Linked DNA regions of Cyprinus carpio: region 1 is linked to region 2. A link is a contact called in public Hi-C data. All regions are on one chromosome and are shown on one strand. The core of a region is the stretch at or near the end of the contact, and the rest is flanking DNA. Distances in the headings are between cores, read along the strand shown. Region 1 holds the start of dusp27 (serine/threonine/tyrosine-interacting-like protein 2). Region 2 has its middle 20 kb from the start of gpa33a.

What was found. A called contact is a pair of places that touch in the nucleus more often than the background predicts.
Region 1: a contact with region 2 is called in a Hi-C map of red blood cells, with 4 times the contacts expected there. The contact joins the promoter of dusp27 here to the enhancer-like site in region 2. A contact is called at or near these places in 4 of 8 Hi-C or Micro-C datasets (liver, red blood cells and skeletal muscle).

Annotation. Positions count from the first base shown.
Region 1 is chrB1:23,688,952-23,694,874 of ASM1834038v1, forward strand. It overlaps dusp27 (serine/threonine/tyrosine-interacting-like protein 2), which reads left to right and starts at 1,599. Exons shown (of 6, transcript XM_019115889.2): 1 at 1,599-1,756; 2 at 3,288-3,403; 3 at 3,480-3,595; 4 at 4,469-4,700. The coding sequence starts at 3,288.
Region 2 is chrB1:23,650,883-23,656,962 of ASM1834038v1, forward strand. It overlaps the pseudogene LOC109102517. Among protein-coding and RNA genes, the nearest start is that of gpa33a, 20 kb to the left of the region's middle. Within about 2 kb of position 2,984, at least 3 of the 8 cell types and tissues checked have an H3K27ac peak or open chromatin away from gene starts, as enhancers often do.

The DNA.
Region 1 (5,923 bases), core at 349-2,848, 37 kb after region 2:
GACAGACAGGGAGAGAGATAATGTTACTATAACCAGAATCTGTGAGTGTGTGTGTGTGTGAGAGAGTGTGTGTGTGTGTGTGTGTGTGTGTGTTTGAGGAGAGGGGAGGTAAAGAGAGAGAGGGAGAGTTATGGAGTTTGTTTAGGTGAGTGAGTGTGTGTGTGTGTGTGTGTGTGTGTGTGTGTGTGTGTGTGTGTGTGTGTGTGTGTGTGTGTGTGGTTTCTATGTGTGCATTAGAGAGACTGAAGCACTGTGTTATTTGTTCACTGTTTTTCAGATTCATTTTAGTGTGAGTTCATGTTTCAGAAACATTTCCTCTTGGTTTTCCTCTCTGACGGATAATTTGTCGTTGGCTGTTTCTCTGTGGTGTGTGTGTGTGTGTGTGTGTGTGTGTGTTGTGTGTGTTTGTGAGTGTGTGTGTGTGTGTGTGTCGTGTCTGTGCCTTATAACTCCTGCGGGTTTTTCCTGTTGTTATAAATGTTAATAATCACTCCACTGTTATTTCTGCGGATCAACTTTAGAAACACGTTAGAGAGGTTGTGATATATTTAAAGAGAGGTTTATAGAGTCATAAAAGCGTCCGCTGTCACAGAAGAGCAGTATATATTCTGACTAACATGTTTTTGTACATTAGATTAATCTCGTGTGCTTTCTGTAAGCGTTTGTTTATCTTATACATTTTGTCATCTGTGGGAAAATCGTATTCCCATGTGGTCAAATAAAGATGAGCTGAAAGAGAGTGTGGTGTTTTGTGTTCTTCTGCGCACCTGTATATAGTTCTCTGCATTAATGATGTGTATATCGAGTTTGGTCTTTCTCAGTACAAACCTGCGCTCAGCCGTTTTGCTCTTAGGGTGGGCGTGTCTTTACGCGTGTGACGTCACGTCGAACCCTGGCAGGTCAGGAAAAGGTCATTAGCGCCACCTCGCGTCTGACAGCGATAGAACAGCATCAGAGGACTGAAATATAACACCAAATCAAAAGGAAAACAACGCTCGGAAGAACAAGCAGCCGGAAAAAGTATTTATTAATTTGAAAAAATGCTGCGTGTGCATTATCCATTATCCATATGTCCATAAATCATAAATCAGCCATAATATAATATAATAATAATATAATATAATATAATATAATATAATATAATTTATTTTATTTTATTTTATTATAATTGTTGTTGATGTATTAATATTATTCAAAATATAAGTTTTTGTTTATATAATAATATTTATTATGTATATATAAATACACACACATGCATGTATATATTTAAGAAAAAAAATATGTTTATACATTAAATATATTTATATATAATTCAAATGTATACATGTAAATACGTATAAATATTTTCAAAATATATACTGTATGTGTGTGCATTTATATATACATAATAAATATACACAGGATAAATATTGTTTTTGTCACATATAGAAGGCTTTTTAAAGTGTAAGCAGTTGAGAACACTAATTATGAGACTGAGATGAAAACAAATGTTGGTTTGGATTGATTCGTTCATAGCGTTTGTTTCAGCAGACTGTTATATCGTCATGATAAGAGCTCCGGCCCTTTAAGAGCCCCTGGGGCTGTCAGACCCCTCTGATGTCACGTGGGCGGCCCCGGGGCCGGTGGAGTGTGAGGAACCTCTAAGTTTAGAGTCTAAACACACGGACAGAGCTCAGAGCTGCTTGAGACGGAGCCCGACGGCCGCAGACGATCAGGTCAGAAGAAAGATCACAGAGACACATAAAGACTGAGCAGGGTAAGTGTGTGTGTGTGTGTGTGTGTGTGTGCCTGTGTGTGTCTGTGTTTGTGTTTGTCTGTGTTTGTCTGTGTTTGTGTTTCTCTGTGTGTGTGTGTGTGTGTGTGTGTGTGTCTGTGTGTGTGTGTGTATGTGTGGTCTGTGTTCTTTATTACCTGGCTCTGTGTGTGTGTGTGTGTGTGTGTGTGTGTGTGTGTGTGTGTGTGTGTGTGTGTGTGTGTGTGTGTGTGTCTCTGTGTGTGTGTGTGTTTGTGACCTCCCTGTTCCAGAAGAATCTCTGCAGCTGTCACTCTCTATATATAGTCACTCATTCTGACACACACACACACACACACACACACACACACACACACACACACACACACACACACACACACACACACACACACACACACACGCAGGCAGAGGTCTGGTCAACCTGTTGTTGTTGTGGTCAAATGTGTGTTGTTTTTTATCCTGTCGTGTGTTTTCTCCAGTGTTGAGAAGGTAACTTAGGAAGAGTAATGGGTTACAGATTACAAGTTACCCTGTTAAAAATGTAATAAGTAGTGTAACTATTTCAATTTCTTTATTAAAGTAATGTAGCTGATTACTTTTTGATTACATTTCGAATGTTTTCAACTGTTACTCATTTTGAAAGATATAAAGCAGGCAGTGTTTAATGTTACAGTAGCGTTCAACACTGATTACTGTCAGACTTTCAGAATCCTTCATCACTTGAATTAAGATTATAATAATTTAATTTTAAAGCACAGCCACCACAAAATCAGACTTTAGCACCTCTTTTTACTTAAGGATAAATACAGATTTAAGACCATAAGAAGAAATAGTTTAATAGCTGTAAAAGTAGTTTAATTACACCTTTTTTTCTCAGTAACAGATTAGTTACATTTATTTGCTCAACACTGGTTTTCAGTGGTTCCTTCAAACTAGAGACTGATCACCAGTCAAACAGCTTCGGCTCGTGTTTCTGTTCTTTTGATTTTTAGAACTTGGTAACAAGTTTAGTTTAGTTTGAGATATTATGCCATTCGAATGATCTGATTTTAATGATGTAAGGATGTTTTGACTGTTTCTGTTCGACTTCTCTTAAATGCTCATAATTTTGTTTACAGTTTTTTTCTGCTTACACACATTTTCAAATCTTTGCCTCTTTTTTTCCAAACTTTACACACAAATCCAAGAACTGCACACAAAATGTAAAATGCATCTCTTGCAAAATGAAGCACTGTATTCAAAATATCACACACACATCTCAAAAGCAAGCATTTGCAAACACCTTTGCCATAATATTAATTCCTGTTAGATGTGTGTGTTACATAGAGAACTGTGTGTTGTGTGTTTTGCAAAAGTGTTTTCTGAAATTGAAAACTGTGTGCTTCTGCTGATACAGCTTTCAGAAACGGTGTGACAGGTAAAGATTGTGTGTGTAAGCAGCTGAAAGACTGTAATATCGTGTGTGTGTGTGTGTGTGTGTGTGTGTGTGTGTGTGTGTGTGTGTGTGTGTGTGTGTGTGTGTGTGTGTGTGTAGATGATGGCGTGGTCCGGCGAGAGCAGCGCTGCAGATGATCAGCAGGTTCCTCATCCTGATGAAGCGGTGCCTGTTAAAGACGTTCAGTCGCGTTACTTGCGCTGTCCTTCTCCCAGGTCTGTTCACATCTGATAACAGAACTCTGTTAAACGCTGCTGTGATGATGCTGAGGGTGTGTTTGATCTCACGCAGCTTCTCCATGATGTCCGATCGCTTCTCCATGATCTCCGGCTCTGATGCTGAGAGTATCTTCATGGAGCCGATTCATCTGTCCTCCTCCATCGCTGCCAAGAAGATCATCGGTGAAGGTTAGAGATCAGACCTGCTTCATTCACAGGTGAACGTGATTTCACCAAGTACAGCACGTTCCTGGAGCAACACTCCAATCAACCAATCAGAATCCAGAGATACGTTTTCAAGAAATGTCAGTTTTAGACTTACAATCAGGGTTAGATGCTTTTACACCCTCGTTATTCACTTATCATTTCCCTCTGATTTTAGGAATAAATTATGGGTATGGTTAGGTTTAAGGGTAGGGATTGGGTTAGGTCTATATTTTCTGACAGTAATGTTGATCCAGGAACAAGTCTTCCTTGGCAAAATCATCTCAAGAGACAAATCTGGCGCAGGATTTACTATGAAACAATTTTCACTTAGAAATTGGTAGGACATTTCACAAATACTATAATGTTTTCTAGTATAGAGATTTTTTTTTTTGGTGATTTTTTTTTTTTTTTTGTAATGCAATTCTGAGGTTATATCTTACTATTCTGAAAAAAAGTCAGAATTGTGGGGTTTAAACTCAGAATTTAGAGATGTAAACTTGCAATCTAATTTTGATTTTAAAAAGTGTCTAAATTGTGAGATAAAGTTGCAGTTACCTTATTTATTTATTTATTTATTTTAATCTCTTAGTAAAAAAAAAAAAAAAAGAAAAGAAAAAACAGGCTTCCATAAGTACCACATTGAATTAAAGATGAAACTTTAAAGTAAAAAAAGACTGAAACAGCATTTTCTTGTAAAACGACCTGTGATGTGAACAGGTTAGTTGTATTTTAATTATAAGAAGTTACTAGTGTGAGTGAAGTCAGTGCTCACGAGTACTAGCGCTGGTCAAACATCTAGTGTTATAGTGTTGTGTTGATGTCTGTGTCGTCTCGTGTCCATCTGTCTGTTCTCAGAGCTGAAGTCCAGAGAGATCCGGACCCCGGAGGCCCCTGACAGCATGCTGGAGTCGGCCGAGCAGCTGATGGTGGAGGATCTGTACAACAGGGTGAAGGACATGATCGATGACCGCAGTCCCTACAACACGCCCTGCGTGCTGGACATCCAGAGAGCGCTGACCCAGGACCGTCTCGAGGCGCCCTTCAACCCCGTCGACGAGGTCTGGCCCAACATCTACATCGCAGAGAAGTGAGTCAACACCACGAATATTAATATACTGTATGTGACCCTGGAGCACAAAACCAGTCATAAGAGTCCATTTTTGGAAATTGAGATTCACACATCATCTGAAAGCTGAATAAATAATCTCTCCATTGATGTCTGGTTTTTTATGGTTTGTTTGTTTGGAAAATATTTGGTATGTGTGGGATATGAGGTATAAATATTGTGTAAATATTGTTTAAATTTTTTTTAATGAAGTTCTTAGCAATGCATATTACTAATCAAAAATTAAGTTTTGATTTATTTAGTTTAGTACATTTACTAAATATCTTCATGGAACATGATCTTAATATCCTAATGATTTTTGTCATAAAAGAGAAATGTATAATTGTGACTCATACAATGTATTGTTGTCTATTGCTACAAATACACCTGTGCTACTTATGACTGCTTCTGTGCTGGATTTTCCTAAAGCTGGGACTTTGCTCTAATCAGGTCTTGAAAGGGTCAGAAAAGTCTGTCCTTCCACAAATTAAGGCCTAAAAGGTGTTAAATCAGAGCCAAACATCTTACATTCACAAAGACAAAAGTGTTTTTGATTAGTTATGAATAGTTAGTTTCTTGAGATTTTTATGGTTTTCCAGTGAAAACGGCTAAAGATACTTAAAGCAAAATACATTTACTGGAGATGCAAAATGAACACAATAAGTCTTGTTTTCTGAGAAACTGATCAAAAAGGAAGTGCTTTCATAATTAGAAGAACAAATATCAATCAAGAGGGAAATGAAAACTTGTTTTCCCTTTTGAATTAAAGTAGATTTTTCTGAGTCCATTGGCAGATATTTGTTCTTGTTTTAATCATGAACTCATTCTGCTCAGTTTCTCAGAAAACAATACAACTTCTCTTCTGTCGTTGTGTTTCTCCAGTGAATGTGTCTGGTTTGAGTATCTTTAGACATCTGTGCTGGAAAACAAGACAAAACACTGAGAAGATACAGTAAAAGGTATTAACATATTCTAGTGTTTGTGAGTTTTAATTATTTTGTAAATGAATAAGAAAGTAATGGAGATCTGTTGGAAGTTGTATTTTCAAACTTTGAAGTGTTGCTAATACAAGACACTTATATTTAGAGACCGTAATGACATATTGTGTTACATTCACTTTATTCCAGAAGATTTCTTTACCTGGGCTTAGAAAGTTCTAAATAATGCATGAGTAATTGCGGTGACGAGTGTTTATTGCTGTTGCG
Region 2 (6,080 bases), core at 1,734-4,233:
TATACTTGCAGTATAAACTACTGAGACTATACTTCAAAGTGTACTAAAAATGCTACAAGTATTTAATTAAACTAAAAAATCAGTAAACCTATAAGTTCATTTTTTGAGAAGTTGCAGTACAAACTTAAAACATAGATGTAAACTAGTTGTGTACTCAAAGTTTACTACTGTTATACTTAAAGTATACTTAAAAGTATAATTTTATATACTAGAAAGGGGGCCAATTTAGTCCCAAGGAGTATTGAAATAGTACACTTGCAAGCATACTACTAAAATAAAAATAAAAATATACTTAAACTGTAGTTAAGTATACTTTAAAATAAACTTGAAGTACACTACTTTTTGTTAAGGGGGATCTGGAAAAAAAAGAGGCAAAGTTTTGAAAATGTGTTGAAATAAAAACTGTCAACCCTCGCTGATGAAGGCTGCAGGTTTAGTGACACATTTCATGAACTCATTTGTTTCTGAATTCCCTCGAAAAGAGATGAGGATGAATTATGAGCTCAAATGATGTTTGTGTACGATGATGCTGTAGATGGTGGTGATCTCATCACGTCAGATGTGAACACATTAAAAAGAGATTGTAGAAACTCTCCAGATCTCTCATCAGGGAATCACAACTGCACTCGTCTTCAGAAATCAGAAATCAGAGAGTGTTTCCCTGCTAAGTATCTCTACACACACGGTGACAGGAGATTCAGTGCAGAAAAACGTAGACATAGAGCAATGAAAACTATGAACCATTTCAGGAGCTTCAGGTTTTGGAAAGAAAAAGCTTGCTTAGGAAAAGAAAAGAATCAAGCAATACAGTGTGAGGACGAAGGGGCAGGCTTCCCTCTTTCAGTTAATGTGGTTTGTTATCAGAACGCTCCAGCCGTCAGAGTGTTTTTGACATTTCACTTCTCACTTTCATTCTGTTCCAGCAATGTTTTTGATGCAGAATGATGTACCTGAATGCATCTACAGCGCTGTAAATGATCACCATTCATCTATTAATAACTGTCCTGTACTTTTAATGATTGAACACAACCGCATATGAATTGTGAGATTTATAAATGACGAGGGGTAAGAGAATCAGCGCTGTCACCATTTGAAATAAGAGTGGAGTAAATGATACTGTTTTAGCTTTTAGTCTTTATTCTGGCGCATAAAAATCACAAAAATCAAAAGTTGTTTTGAAGACAGACCCATGTGTGTTTTGGAGAATGGTGCTGGTGAATAAATGACTCAGTGAACAGTGTGTGAATGCTGGTCAAACATTCATCATGTTGTGTTCTGTGATGGTGTCTGCAGTCTTTATTGTGTTCAGTGCTAAACGTCCAGCCCATCACTTCTGCATGACTGGATAATTACTCGCATGCATCATTACTGGGTTATTTTAAACCTGGCTGATCAGATGAGTTTAGACCGTCCATCCAAGCTCCACACGCTGCTTTCAGTCACAGCCTTCGAAACAAGTGAAGTACTGTAGACTCATAAAACACTCTGTCTGGACTTTTGCCCTCCAATGCATCTATATCCCCTGCGACGACTGACTCATCACCAGCAGCAGAGCAAAGTTCAGCCGCACAGTATTCCCGTTCTTCACTTGAGAAGTCTTTCTCAGCTCCCTCTCTTCATGGAGATTCAGCTTCATGATCCTGTCAGTCTCTGATTCATGTGTGTTCAGTGTGTGTCCTCGTCCGTACATCAATAACACTAATGGAAGGTCCGGTGTAATCTTGGTTCAGGCATCATAATGATCTCATAATGTACTATTTCAGCTCTTTCTGTCTGTCTTTGTTCAAAATGCCTTGAGTAAAATAAATGGCATCTTTTCAGTCCATTCACCAGATGATCACCGGGTTTCAGGAAGGATGTTTATTCCGATCCACTTGAGAAAAAAACAGCCATTAATGTAATAAAATCCATTTGATTCAGAACCCGCTTGGCCTCAGTTATAGAGTCATATAAGGTCTGATATTGATAATACTGGATCAGTGTACTGTATGACATGATGGGACGGGGCTAGCTGTCACACGTTTGAATATTTCTCAGGGTCAGCTCAAAGCCTATAGTCTAGACTATAAAAAACATTTATTTTGTTGAAGATTATATGGATTTCAGCAACATTTAACAGGAAAAACAACCACAAAACAGTTCATGAGGCAGTAAAACAGAACACACACACAAACCATTGTTTTGGCTAACATTAATAGATTGTGTAAAAATACAATATATAAAACAAGTGACAACTTGCCCCCTCCTGACATTAAGAATGCCCATATCGCAAAATTACACCGTTTTCTGTATTTTTGATCAAATAGACACAGCCTTCTTTAAAAAACAAAAACAAACAAACAAAAAAAACCTTGAAAAATCTTACCGATCCCAAACGTTTGAAGGGCAGTATGTGTTGCCCTTTAACAAGAGAAATATTGAAAAAAATAAAATAAAAATACAATGTTACCTATAAAGTGATAAATAATTTCCACATACATGAAGGTGAAGATATTAGATGTGTACTAGCCAACATAAAAAAATCCCCATAGTAAAATATATAGACCTATATGTACTAATATCTTTAAGATTCATATATGTAGCAGCCATCTATGTCAACATATTTAGTTTATATAAACAAATGCATTAAAACAACCTATATAAACAGGGATATTATATGTGTGTGTAATGTTTTTAAAATACATGTATATCATTTACATATTTTAATTGTTCACATTTCCAGTAGGTTATATTTCTGTTTTTACTTTATGACAGCATATCTCATGGGCTATATGGAGATGCATGTACGTTTGCGTGGGGTCCCTGGTTACTCAGGTGTGACAACTAGCCCCGGTGTGCTCTGAGTGTGTGTGAACCAGCGGATGCGTGTTTTTCCAGCTCGATGAGTGAATGAGGAGCGCGAGCGCGTGGATCGGATGTCATCGTGCTCTCAAACAGGTCGCGTTGCATCTGCTCCACTAATGAGTCCCGCCTCGTAAGATCAGTGCGGTGTGAAGACGCGGCGTGACGCGCGATCAGGCGGAGCGACGCAGACCAGATCCGCCGCTCAGACGCGAGCACCGCGCGTCCGCCGCCGCTTTAATGGTTTCTAGGCAAATCAAGAACGATTTCCAGGATTTGTGAGAAGGTAAGGCACTCTTTCTACAGAACGCGCATTACGAGCTGAGACACTTCATGACGCTCACAGGCGAATGTCTGCGTTTATTCGCGTGGATCGATGTTGTTTGCGTTCTAAGCTGCGTATAAAAGTGATGTTTATGCTTTTTGTTTAACTTGAACAGATGTCATTTCAATTGATATTCAGTTGGGTGTCAGTGTGTTACTGCTTTATATAATACAGAATACATGTTTGTCCTCGAGTTGAGGAGAGCGAATCTGTCACGAGACGCGTTTCCACTGAAAACTCATTTGATTCGCTTTAAGAGACTCAATCCGTGTTTACTGCCAGTCTCATTATTTATTTCACCTCTGAAAGTTAAGAAATGACGTGAAAATCAGAGTATTTGTCCCTTTTCCTGTGTGAACGACAATACGAGAGTAATCCCAAATAAATATAATATCTGGCATGTTTATCAGGCTCATAATGTTACATATGTTACATTGTTATCAATATTTCTTGCTTTGGTGTACCATGTTCAGCGTCCTTGAGCTCGGGAAAGGCGCTATATAAATTAAACATATTATTATTATTATTTTATTATTATTATTATTATTATTATTATTATTATTATTATTATTATTACATAAAATGAAATAAAACATAAGGCATGGCGTTTATCCGAGCAGCTTCGACAGATGTGTTCGGTCGATGTCTGTCGTTATATTTGACTGGGATCTGTATGTTTGTGTTGACGCGACGCCTCATCAGATCTCATGTGAAGGAGAGTATTAAAATGTCTTTGAAGTTTGATGAGTAAATATTAAAACGCGTGGTTTTATCGGTCAAATCATGTTCTGCTGTGAAGCTAATAATGGCAACAAGTTTGTTTGAGTGAGGGTTAGTTTGAGCTGCTGGGCCAGAAAATGTCATTATCATTGATTCTATGAAAAGTCCTCACCAATAAAGCTTCCGAAGCGCGCGCGCGCGCGTGTGTGTGTGTGTGTGTGTGTGAGAGAGAGAGAGAGAGAGAGAGAGAGAGATTGTGTGTTTTTTATCACGTTATGAGGACCAAATGTTCTTAAGGATAGTAAGACCAATAAATGTTCACATTGTGGGATCATTTTTTAGGTCTTCGTGAGGAAACAAGCTTATAAATCATACATAATGAAGTTTCTGTGAATCTAAAAATGCACAATATTTCCTGTGAGGGGTGGGTTTAGGTGTAGGGCGATAGAAAATACAGTTTGTACAGTATAAAAACCATGGCCTGAGGCGTGTTATTGCGCTCCGTCCAGTTTCATAGAAGCAACAACCGATGCGCAAACCACACAACGACACAAGCCCTCAGTGATAACACTTATCAGCAGCCAATCAGCGGCAGCAGCGCAGGAATCACGCAGAGCTCGGTGTGTGGATCAGAACAAACACGCGCTGGTGTGCAGCAGATACCGACAATCACCATCACACATCCTGAGCCTCACACACACACACACACACACATGTATACATATGCAAACACACATAAACCTCTCCCACTTGCACAGCATTCACTGCCTGGCTGACCAGATTTTTAAAGTCAACTTGAAATCCAAATGAACTCCATTTTCTGCTCTATTTTCCTGCTGTTAGTCATCAGTGCATCTCATTCTAAATAAAACTAGACGAGTAGCCTAAAGTTTGTGAACAAACTTTGAAGTTGGCTCAAAAAGCCTTGTCTTTACATTTGAAGCAGTTTTATTCTTTAAAGGGATAGTTCACCCAAAAATGAAAATTCTGTCATTAATTACTAATTAATTCTTCATTAATTACTCACCCTCATGTCGGTCCAAACCCGTAAGACCTTCGTTCATCTTCAGAACATAAATTAAGATATTTTTGATGAAATCCGAGAGCTCTCTGACCCTCCGTAGTACCCTTGCTCTCAATGGAGGGACAGAAAGCTCTCGGTTTTCACCAAAAATATCTTAACTTGTGTTCTGAAGATGAATGAAGATCAGAATTTCCATTTTTGGGTGAACTATGCCTTTAATTTTAGATAGATTAGATAGATGTTGATAGCTTAGACAATTTAACACATTAACAAGTTTTAACATTGTTGCCATGTTGCTAGCATGTTTCTAGCATGATTAGCATTTTGCAAGCATGTTTCTAATACGATTAGTATGTTGCTAACATGATTTTAACATGATTAGCATGTTACTAGCATGATTAGCATTTTGTTAGCAAAAACAGTTAAACATCCAGCTAAAACCAGCAGATTTAGTAAAAAACAGCTAAAACCATTTCAAACCAGCTAATTTAACCAAACAACAACAACAACAGCTAAAACCAGCCTAGTCTCAGGTTTAAAGTTGGCTGGTCTTCTAGCAGGTCTCCCAGCTTGACCAGCTAAGACCAGCCAGACCGGCTGAAAAAGTGATCAAAACCACGTTAAATCCAGCTCGGAAGACAAAGCAGCCAATCAGCTTAGGTCTGACCCAAGTTTTGTGATGCTGTTTAATAATAATAATAATAATAATAATAATAATAATAATAATAATAATGTTTAAATAGCAGATCAGTAAGTTAGCTTTTTCAAGGCAACTTAATAAATACTTAATAATAATTCTAAAAAAGAAAATAACCTGTTCCACCTCTGATATCATAAATTTGTCTTGATTATCATTCACTTTCACCATCCAGTCACCTGAATGTCATTGTTTTTACGGAGTCCTGTGATTAAACTTCCGGAACATCTGATCAAAACGAGAGACTCTTGAGAGGAGATTTTCCACCGTCACTTCCTGCCTGTTCTATTCAGTTTTCAAAATAATTGAAAAGAATCAAATACGCAGCTAATATAGTTGACAAAAGCATCTTTCTCAAGTGATGGCCATTTCAAAACTAGTAGAGAATTCCTTTATTAAAGGTGTTTAAAGGTCGGCTAGTCCGCTATCCTGGCCAATATTAGTTATTCTCGAATGATTCCTCAGATATAATA